3 separate regions of the Mus musculus genome follow, and regions 1 and 3 are each linked to region 2. A link is a contact called in public Hi-C and HiChIP or PLAC-seq data. All regions are on one chromosome and are shown on one strand. Each heading gives the region's core, a stretch centred on a gene start, on an enhancer-like site or on the middle of the called end of the contact. The rest is flanking DNA. Distances are from core to core; before and after follow the strand shown. Region 1 overlaps Tmem178 (transmembrane protein 178). Region 2 holds the start of Map4k3 (mitogen-activated protein kinase kinase kinase kinase 3). Region 3 has its middle 21 kb from the start of C230072F16Rik.

Evidence for each region. Hi-C and Micro-C count contacts between places; a contact is called where the count stands out from the background. HiChIP or PLAC-seq counts read pairs in DNA pulled down with a chosen protein or histone mark.
Region 1: an H3K4me3 HiChIP or PLAC-seq map of forebrain shows a contact between it and region 2, with 4 times the contacts expected there. The contact joins the enhancer-like site here to the promoter of Map4k3 in region 2. A contact is called at or near these places in 8 of 39 promoter capture datasets (the 3T3-L1 cell line, 3T3-L1-derived adipocytes, cranial neural crest and 4 more), 4 of 484 Hi-C or Micro-C datasets (the N1E-115 cell line, cochlea, frontal cortex and 1 more), 14 of 115 datasets of contacts at active chromatin or transcription factors (bone marrow-derived macrophages, craniofacial prominence, embryonic basal ganglia and 11 more) and 1 of 9 other capture datasets (embryonic stem cells).
Region 3: a contact with region 2 is called in a Hi-C map of cerebellum, with 1.7 times the contacts expected there. The contact joins the enhancer-like site here to the promoter of Map4k3 in region 2. A contact is called at or near these places in 5 of 39 promoter capture datasets (the 3T3-L1 cell line, 3T3-L1-derived adipocytes, cranial neural crest and 2 more), 7 of 484 Hi-C or Micro-C datasets (the AML12 cell line, cardiomyocytes, cerebellum and 4 more), 5 of 115 datasets of contacts at active chromatin or transcription factors (bone marrow-derived macrophages, embryonic limb bud, embryonic stem cells and 2 more) and 1 of 9 other capture datasets (adipose tissue).

Annotation. Positions count from the first base shown.
Region 1 is chr17:80,968,233-80,971,477 of GRCm38.p6, forward strand. All of the region lies in intron 1 of Tmem178 (transmembrane protein 178), which reads left to right. Among named protein-coding and RNA genes, the nearest start is that of Tmem178, 25 kb to the left of the region's middle. Within about 2 kb of position 1,604, at least 61 of the 459 cell types and tissues checked have an H3K27ac peak or open chromatin away from gene starts, as enhancers often do. A contact at or near this core is called in the N1E-115 cell line, craniofacial prominence, embryonic basal ganglia and 3 more, where this site is marked.
Region 2 is chr17:80,726,697-80,729,709 of GRCm38.p6, forward strand. It overlaps Map4k3 (mitogen-activated protein kinase kinase kinase kinase 3), which reads right to left and starts at 1,329. Exons shown (of 34, transcript NM_001290345.1): 1 at 1,098-1,329. The coding sequence starts at 1,193. It also overlaps the pseudogene Gm9959.
Region 3 is chr17:80,874,105-80,877,459 of GRCm38.p6, forward strand. No RefSeq gene overlaps it. Among named protein-coding and RNA genes, the nearest start is that of C230072F16Rik, 21 kb to the right of the region's middle. Within about 2 kb of position 1,772, at least 7 of the 459 cell types and tissues checked have an H3K27ac peak or open chromatin away from gene starts, as enhancers often do. A contact at or near this core is called in cerebellum and rod photoreceptor, where this site is marked.

The sequences.
Region 1 (3,245 bases), core at 354-2,853, 240 kb after region 2:
CTGTGACCTTTTACCACAGTTCCTCGTGCTGTGGTGACCCCCAATTATCTTCATTGCTACTTCATAACTGTAGTGTTGCTACTTCTATGGATTGTAGTGCAAGTGTCTGACGTGCGACCCCTGCGAGAAGGTGGAGAGCCACTGTGCTGGAGGCATTGTTTTACATCTCTTCATCCTATTATTTAAAAAATGCCAGTGCCCTTCAATGGACCCCTAACTCTTCAAGGGAGAGCTTGTGTTTGCTCACATTCAGTTTGTAGGTAGAGTGGGACTTGGGGTTCCGGGAGAGTGAAATCACCGGGTCTGTAGCTCAGGTTAGACAAGTGATTCACTAAGGTTGCAGAAGACTAGTTAAATTAGATCAGACAAAACGGATAAAGACAAGAAACATCCATTAAAGATGACCATGAATATGAAGTGCCTAGGTTCTTACAGCCCTTTTATAACTAGGATTCAGAATTACTTTTCTGTATGTCCTAAAGCGAGCATTTAATAGGACTACTTTCCATGTTTTACCCAGAATAGGGCAGCGTGGGACGGAGCACACCAGACCAGGTTCTGCTTTAGAGAAATGACAGTCTTCCTGTTATGCACTTTGTAGAACCAAAGTTGGTTTGTCTGCCTGCAAGCAAACATTGGCAGCTGACCAGTCCACTGTGGGCTTTGCTTTACTCCCCATTTGTTTTGAGTTGAGATCCCTTGTGTGTGGCTTAGGCTGGCCTTGAACTTGCTATGCAGACAACAATGACCTTGAATTTCTGATCCTCCTACCTCCACCTCCAAATGCTAGGATTACAGATGAGGACTGCCACATTCTGTTTATACAGCGCTGGGGATCGAATCCAGGGCCTTGTGCACGCTAGACAAGCAATCTACCAACTTGAGCTATATCGCCAGCCCCACTGTGGCTCTTAAATGAGCTAGGTACCAAGAGCTGCAGCCTGGAGCTTGAAGCATCCACAGAAACTGATTTCACCTCTGCACACTTGCATCTTGACAAAGGGTTGTGCTCCCAGAAACCCATAGAATCAGCTAAAGCTATGTCCACATCAGGGTGGATACTACACAGATGTATAGCCACTGGCCAGAATTGCCTCTGAGTACTGTGTTGAATCTCAGCAGGACGTCATCTGATGCTCAGACTGGAAAACTCAGCTACTTCTGAGCCCCGAGGGAGAAACAAGAGGCAAGGGCTTCATTCCTTGCACTGGGCTCTTGTGCTCAGGTAGAAGGCATGAGACCTGTGGGATGCCCTAGAACACTGGCCGTCCAGCCCCGGGCTTTGAAAAACAAACAGATTCAAATCAGAAATCATCTGGTAACAGAATAATCCATAAAGGATGTTGCCAGAGAGATTTGAAGAAAAAAAAAAGTCCTTAGAATTTTCTTAAATTAGGTTTTTCTTTTAATTACCTACTTATCCTTCAGAAACTTGGAGCGCTCCCATTCCTTATCAACATATTCCTTGTCAATTATGCACAGGCTCAGGCTTATGGTGCCGAGGGTGATGCTTAAGTTCGGAGGCAGCTGGAAATGTTTCCCCCTGGGTGGAGGGGCTGAGAGGAATGCTGATGTGCTGAGCAGACTGGCTGCCTAGGAGAGCCAAGGAGCAAGGCGCCTGGGGGCAGGGAGCCAAGCTGATGGGGCTGGTGCCCAGGCTGGGGAGTGTGTGAGAGTGTGTGTGGGGGAAGGGGGGCAGAGCCGTTGGTGACAGGGAGGATGGGCGGAGTGGGGGAGGGGGGAGGGGAGAAAGGGGTGGGGGCTGAGTGCTAACCTTTTGACTTTTGTGATCCAGATGAACTGTATTTCCTGGCTGGTTCTTAATATCTTTTCTTTCAAATAGCTAATGTAAGGATGCTAAGCAAAACTGCTTATTGGTACATTTTACCCTCCTTGCTTGATTGGCTACATCATGCTGCTTGACGGAAGATTAATGCTGGAAACATTGTGTGGGCACGCTCTGATGAGATGTGGGGGGACGGCAGTGGTGCGTGTGTGGTGCGCGTACGAGATGCAATGTGTAGGGTGAGGTACCGGTCCACATTATTTCCCAGAAATCTTATCCCCTGTCCTCTCCTTGTCCTTGATTAGGCAACGTGTATGCCTTTGTTGGGACTAGATGTGATAGGGACAGGTGGTAAACACAAAGGAAACTGCAGTTCCCCTTCATGCCGGCATTGGACCTGAGCCACAAGTCCGTTTAAGCTCAAGTGCTTGGCTGTATGGATTGCTTGAACTGTGTGGATAGGTGAGGAGAGTATCGAATGAGAATCCAGTTTGAGAGTGTACAGGCTGTGGGATAGGTTTTCTACCCCCCTGCAAACAGGGATTCCCCATATGGACATTTCAGCTTCACTTGGTCAAACTGTGAGGTTTCCCCTTGCTGTTGCCACACTGAGGTTAGAATACGCTCAGCTCCAGCACCCCATGCCCTCACTCTGATGAGTTTGTGCGCATCTGGCTCTCTGGAAGACCTCCCTAGAAGTCCTTCCCCTCATCCACTTCCCACATCTCTTCCCTTCCTGGTTGTTTCTGCATCTCTCGGTTTCATTTGTCTCAGGCCCAGTCAGGTGCTCTGCCTTCAGGGAAAGATGTCTTTACACGGTGGTTTCAATGAACTCATTTTAATTCCTGCTTAGGCTTGGAGGAGGACAGCCCGAGTCCGTCAGCGTGTAGCAAAATGGGACGGGAGTGTAGACAGATATGATAAAAGCCAAGCTGACCTCGGTGCAGGCCTGCCCGCTCTGCCCTTCTCTACTTAGAAGAATTAGCTGGGCAAGATGAGGCGTGATCATGGTCAGATAGCCAAGAGGAGGCTGATGAAAGGGATTGCTCGCTATCTTCACTTGATCTTCACTGAAAGGCTAACTTTAGGGAGCCAGTAGGCAGGCTGTTTAACTTCTTCAAGCCTCAGTGTCTTCCTTAAAACAGAGATAATAAGAAAGCCAGCCACACAGGGATTGGAGTAAAGCTGTATGCACGGAGCTTGCCGTAAAAATTCTAACCATTGCTGTTTGGGTCGCCATAAACAGCCCTCCTTAGTGCCCCAGGCTTTATCTCTTTACTGTGAGAGGGGTAGACTCTCTGCCACAGGGAAGTAACGGAGCGCGGAGCAGAGCATGTCACGCTCTGGAATGAGTAAAAGCATGGTTGCCGTTTCCCTATACTCTTGCAACCAAGCGTCCGGGTGGGCTCAGAAGTGGCCTTATCCGGCGGCAGGCTGGTGTAGTGGCTTCTAGACATGT
Region 2 (3,013 bases), core at 79-2,578:
TGGAGTTATGCTCCACACACCTTTGTCAACAGAGGAAAGTGTGGTGCTATGTGATCATTCACAAAAGCCAAGCAGATCACTCACAAAAGACCTGAGGTATTGGCTAACTTACCTTATGCGTTCCATTGAGGCAAGAATAAAAAGCCCATTGCTTTAGCGTGGGCAAAAATAAAGTGAAAACTAAACTTTCCAAGTCATACTCTGGGCATCCTCAGGTGTTCTGGAAAACAGGAGCCCAACTTCAGTTACCATGTAAGTAGATAGGCAACTAAATCAAGACTGCTGCCACCTTTGGCACTATCCGCCTCCCTTCTTGGCAGACTCCGCGAGGCCAAGAGTTTTACTGGCCAGGGAAGAACGATTTATCCTCCCACATTTAGAAGCGATCCCTCTGCAACAGAAACGCTGTCCTGCTAAGGAGCTCTGAATTCTAACCTTGTCAAACCAATACTCTTCCTAGATACTCGACTCTCACACACACACAAGAAAGAAAAAGAAAAGGAAAAATATCTGATTCCTATGTGTCACTGACAAAAACAAACCCCATTATCCAATTCTTTTTGGAGGAAAAAAAAAAAACCTCGAAGTTGCTGTCTTGCCTCCAAAAACCCATCTCTTTTTACAAAACATGACTACTTGGAAAATTACAAGGAACTGACAAGCAGATGTTAAGAGGCTAAAGGCTAAAGCACGGGCAGATGTTAAGAGGCTAAAGGCTAAGCTGTCGATGGAGGCTGCCCAGCGTTAGGACAGATCCAGCAGGCCCGGGCGGACAGTAGCTCCCAGCCACCGGGGCCTATGATCCCAGGTCCCGGAGAGGCACGTAGGTTTGTCAAGCGCCAAGCCCCAGCACCGGGGTTCGTCACACAGACCCTGCCCAGGCAACAAGCGCCCAGCCCCGCTCCGCCCTCCCAGGAACGCAGCGGCTCCGGCCGCAGCCCTTCCCGGGACTGCACGCAGGAGAGCCTGGGAGGGTCAGAGACCCGCGCGTCCCGGGCACAGCTCCGGCGAGGACGCCGAGGGCTGAGGTCCCCACGCCTGCCTCTTTGTTCCGTCCCCCGCGGCGCAGGCCCCGGCTCGGCCGCCCCTGCCCTCACCTTGTAGACGTCGCCGTAGGTGCCGCTGCCGATGCGCTGGATCAGCTCGAAGTCCTCCTGCGGGTTCCGGCGGGACAGATCGAAGCCCGGGTTCATGGCGGGCCCCGGGTGCCCCCCACCTCCCTCCCGGCCCGGGGAGGGGGGGCGCTCACGGGGGCCGCACGGAGGGAGCGCCCGCGGCCGGCCCGGCTCCGCCGCCGGTCACAATCGCCCGGCTGCACGCCGCGGCCGCCGCCGACCACGACGAGCCGCCCGGCGTCCCCGCCCCCCGCCGCCGCGCCGAGCCGGGTCACACCCACCAGGAGAGGAGCGCGCCCGCAGCCCCTCGCTCGGGGTGCAGTTCCAACATGGCTTCCGCCCGCCGCTCCGCTCCGCCCGCCCGCACGCCCTCCCTCCGGTTCCCGGCCCCGCTCGCCACTGCGCAGCCGCCATCCCGGAGGCCGCGCGCTCCCGGCGGGCCCTGCGCGCCCCCGGCTCGCGCGCCCGGTCGGGACACGCCGGACGCGCCAGACTCCGGGTAACAAAGTTGGACTCGCTGCTTGTGGTCCCAGCCCCAGCCCCAGCAGGTAGTAGTTGCCACGCACAAGACGGTATTCCCCAACTTTCTAAGAGCAAGTACATCCGAGAGCCCCGACCCTTTCTTCTAGGTTTAGGGGAGGAGGTCCCCATCAGAAAGGTGAGAAAGACCCTCGGGGGACAGTGACACTTGGGCTCTTGGGGTTGGCTTGACAGGGGTGCAGAGAGAACAAGGGGCGGGGAGAAATCCGTGGAGGGAGTGGGCGGGAAGCAGTGCAGAACCAAAGCCGTGATTGACCTCTGTCCAGGGAGAAGGCTGGATTTTTCAAAGCCCGGGGCGGGGACTACGCAAGCTGTCTGACAACCCTGAGACGAGGGTGGTTGCAGAGGGTGTGGCCTGGACAGGGATCTATTCCCACACCTGAAATGTAAACACGTGACCATCCGGAAGCTACGTAGCCGCGACATTACCTGCCCAGAGCTCCACCCAGCATAAGATCCAGATAACCAGCATTACGTCCAGACTGCTAAAAGTTAGCTAAGAAAGGACTTAGGCAGTGGAAGGGTCAATGTTGAGTTCTTAGTAAACTTAACTACTACCCATTTCCAAAAGCTGTAGCGAGGTCCACTCTGGCGCTCTGTTGGATATTTTGCTTTAAAAATGCTTTTCTAATCTCTTTAGGGACCTAAAGACTAATGTGCCTTAATGTCCAATTCCTTCTCAGAAACTTGGTCTCATCAAACCTTAAAACCTTTCTATCATGTTACTTACAGTAAACTTACCTATTGACTAAATTCCCAAATTGTGTGCTCCAAACCATACGTGGAGTCATCCAAGCACTTTAGTTATCCCAAAGCATCAGATTGTGACAGGGTTGCAATTCTGCCCCAGGAGTGCACGTCACAGGATTAATTGAGGATAAACCTTAAGGCTGTGCTATCCTGAGCTCCTCGGGACGAGGCATGGTTTTCCCCGCTTCCTCCCGGTGGAAGGCACTTGCAGGGGCTGAGGAGCAGGCCTGCCTTCTGCCTGTGCTGTGGGCGGAGAACTGTTTGTCTTCTTTAGGCTAAACAGGCAGATAATTCTGGATTCAGATAAGGAAATGGAAGTCTCTCAAAGCAGGACCTGCTCTGCTTGCTTTCTCTGCCCTTTTGTGCTTTAAAAAAAAAAAAAAAAAAAAAAAGCCAAGTTTCCAGGACTGAAAGCCATTCGGCTTGCACCAGAAAGTTCTAATGGTTTCACTGTTTTGTTTGCTGGGATTATCATCTCTGCAGATAACCGAGTGTTTGCATCACTAATAGGCTTCTTTCAAAGGGAAAAGACATTTCAGTGGGGTTGGAACAGGCTTTCAAGTTTTGTTTGTTCCATTTTGGCAAGGCTTAACTACTTCTTCTCCTTT
Region 3 (3,355 bases), core at 522-3,021, 150 kb after region 2:
AGAAACTATGTTTATAACACATAGTTTGCCAAGGAGGGGGCGATGTGAACAGATGTGTCATTTGCAATTATTCCTAAAGATGTTAATTATGCAAATGAATTTCTGATTAGGGCGCTAAAAAAAGAACCCTATATATTATGAGGTGTTGGATGTGTACAATCAAGCACGCTTGCTGTCTGTTTCCCAGGCAATCAGTGCTGGTGCCAGTCTCCTCACCTGCAGCTCTTGTCTGCCCATGTGCCCCTTTGATGGTGGAGGGGAGCTCTGAGGGACATTTCCAACCCCAGAGTGTAAAGCTGGAAGGGGTCTTTGAGATCCTAGAGTATGGTTCTGTCCTTGAACAGGGCAAGAGAAGGAAGTTGCAAAAAATGATGTGATCTGTTACTTACAGAGCAAAGAGCCCATGTCTCCTATATTATCAATTCATCTCCTCCTGCCTTACGGAATCAAACAGGACAGACATCAACTATCAGCTTTCCAGTGTGTGCAATGAGGTCCAAGTGGATGATAGAGCTAAATACATCCTTGATATACTTGGGGGGTTATGCGTGAATGCACATGTGTGGCTCAGCAGATATGGAGCCCAGTCAACTAGAATAATACAGGTACTACATTATACATCATTTGGTTTAGCAGAGTTGCTTCTTGTCGTTAGTGACTTTTTAAATTAAAAGTAGAAAACAAGTAAAACTTTAGATCCTTATTTACAATAGTTACAATTCAAATGCTCAGTAGCTTCTTGTCACTGATATCTGCCATATTGGACACGCAGCAGACCATTTCATCGGTGTAGAAAGTCTTTCTCCAGTCCACAGCCAGATCTTCTTGAGCCTGCATCCCAATCCCACTGTTCCCACGGGAGATTATGGGGGTTATTTAAAGTTCTCAGGCCTCCCTTCCTCATTGGTGAAGTGGGCAGAAATCCCAGTATCTGTTTCACTGACTGCCCTGAAGGTCATAGATACAAGAGAGGAACTGTGTAGCTTGTGAGTAGAGGAAGAGATAGTAGGTACTAAATAAATACCACTCTCATCAACAGACATCCCAGCATCCTGCTTTAGTACCTGTGGTCTCTTCTAAGTAGACTAGTGCAACCTGGTTCCCAGAAGTGTAAGGCATTGATTCTAAGAAATCAACATCTTTAGTGGGTTATAATAAAAGGAAATCAGGAATGTGGAGATTAGACAAGGGGCTGGGGGGTGGGTTTTATTTTGGGGGATAAAATCGTGTGGGATGTGAGATGGATAGAAGTCTCTGAAGCTGCTGTTTCCCCCATTTGTCAAGAACTGATTAAACATATCCCCCAAGCAATGAAGACATCAGAGGTATCAGTCTGTGTGGCCACAGAGGTCTTATTCCCTCCTCCTAACCACTGTCATGATGGCTTGCCCGCTTGTCCACAAGAGGGAAGCAGGGGAAAGGAGAGAAGGGGACTCTTCCGAGCCTCACTGGCTCTTGGCAGGAAGCTCCGGACAAAGGGAAGCTGATTAAAACAGAATTGTCTTTCACACAGCCCCAGGCCTCAGGTGTGTTTTTCTTGAACTCATTACCTCACGATTCTTCCCAAAAGCTATGTTATCTAGAAAAATTACAGTTCATAGCCTTTGGGGTGTTGACAATAATTTTTACACCTGGCTAACGGCTGGTACCAACCTCCCAGGAGCCAAAGCGGCAACAACAACCCAAACAAGCAAACAAACAGACAAACAAACAGAATGCCACAACAGACTCTCAGGCAGAAGGTGTGAGGAGAGAGTGGTGGCTGGTGTCCAGGTAATTTAGCCACATGGCCAGCTCCTCTATACCGACTGTTCTGCCAGGGCTCATAAAGCATTGGAAAGAGATATTAAAAGAAATGATTCCTTTGCCCTTGGGGGATTTTGAGTAATTTGGGAGCTAGTGAGCCAAGGGACAAAAAGGGCTTAGGGTGACAGCTGAGGGTGGGTTGGGGGAAACACTGCGATAGGAGCCTCGGGATGTGCTGTATTCCCTGTCTCCTGTTAATTAATAGTGTGACTTGGGGTGAGTTCTGGCAATTCTTTGGGTCTCCTCAGTTTCATCATGGATTCATTTAAGATGATGGACTGACTGATTTTAGAGTTCTCCTCCATGTCTAGGATTCTGAGACCTTGACTCAGATGTGGAGATGTGAGTCTATGCTCCATAGAGTAAGGGCTGACAGAAAGCATGCAATCTCTAGTTTTATTTAATTTTGGAACAACAGCTTATTTATTGTAAGAGCGTCCCATGCAATGTTTGGATGCACTTGTACTGCAAGAGTGGTTGATGCCTCTCTAAAAATCTAAGTTTTTCTGGATAAGATGTTTATTTGACATTTCCTGTCTTCTACTTAGCTATGTCTGACCTCTTGTTTAGAGGGGAACATGTTTTAGGGGTCAAGGAAACGTATATCTGCCTCTCTGTCTTCATACTGACACATGATAGGAAGAAATTGATGAATGTGGCTTCTCAGACTCAGAGAGAGTCCTTGGCCACATTTGACTTCACCACAGAAGTCAAGGCCTTAGCTTCTTGGGTAGACATGGGAGCCACTGGTTCTTTTTTCGTTCAGCTTTCAGGGGAGACAACCTCACACAAGCAGAGCTGCTAATGGGAAGGCAGAGGGAGGTTCTCCCTCTGTACTGTCCTCTCTACAGACTTTGTTCATTCCAGCATCTAGCAAACAGACCCGCAAGCTGGCTGTGTGGGCAATGCCCCCATTCTCAGGCCCTAAGACACAGTGTTGGGTATAAGCAAATGTCTCCCTGCTTAATCTTCCCTCCCCCTCTAATCTGCCATTTACCAGTGAGCTCTGAATTTGGAGATCATATACTGCTGTTTATAGTAATTCACTATCTCTCGTTTTCTCATTGGGATGGTGGATTTCTTTGTTTTCCCATGTGATGCTACGTCATTGCTGTCTCTAAATCTCATCCTGGTTATTGACCAGCCTAGAGCAGAGGAAAGGGGTCAGCATACAAAGTCATTAGAAAGAAAAAAGTAGGAAGAAAGAACTAAATATAGGTCCCTGGGAGACATGCCAGTTGCTTATATGAATGTTATAGGTAACCCTATGTTATGGACAACTGCTTGAAATAAGGCAAGGGTGACTCTAGTCTTGCCATAGCCCAGCATTTCAGGTACGGACACCGACAATGACACAGTCAATAAAAGACATCTCTTGGGATTCTTTACCAACAGATGCCATAATCACAGTGATTGCAAGTTTTGTGGTCCAGCCCTTTAGTTCTTGCTGTTGCATTGCTGCATGCAACATAGCAGTACCTCCTGCTTCCTGTCACTGGCTTTCCTGAACCTACAGGATTAAGTTCCTATGCCACATAAAAGTGCATTT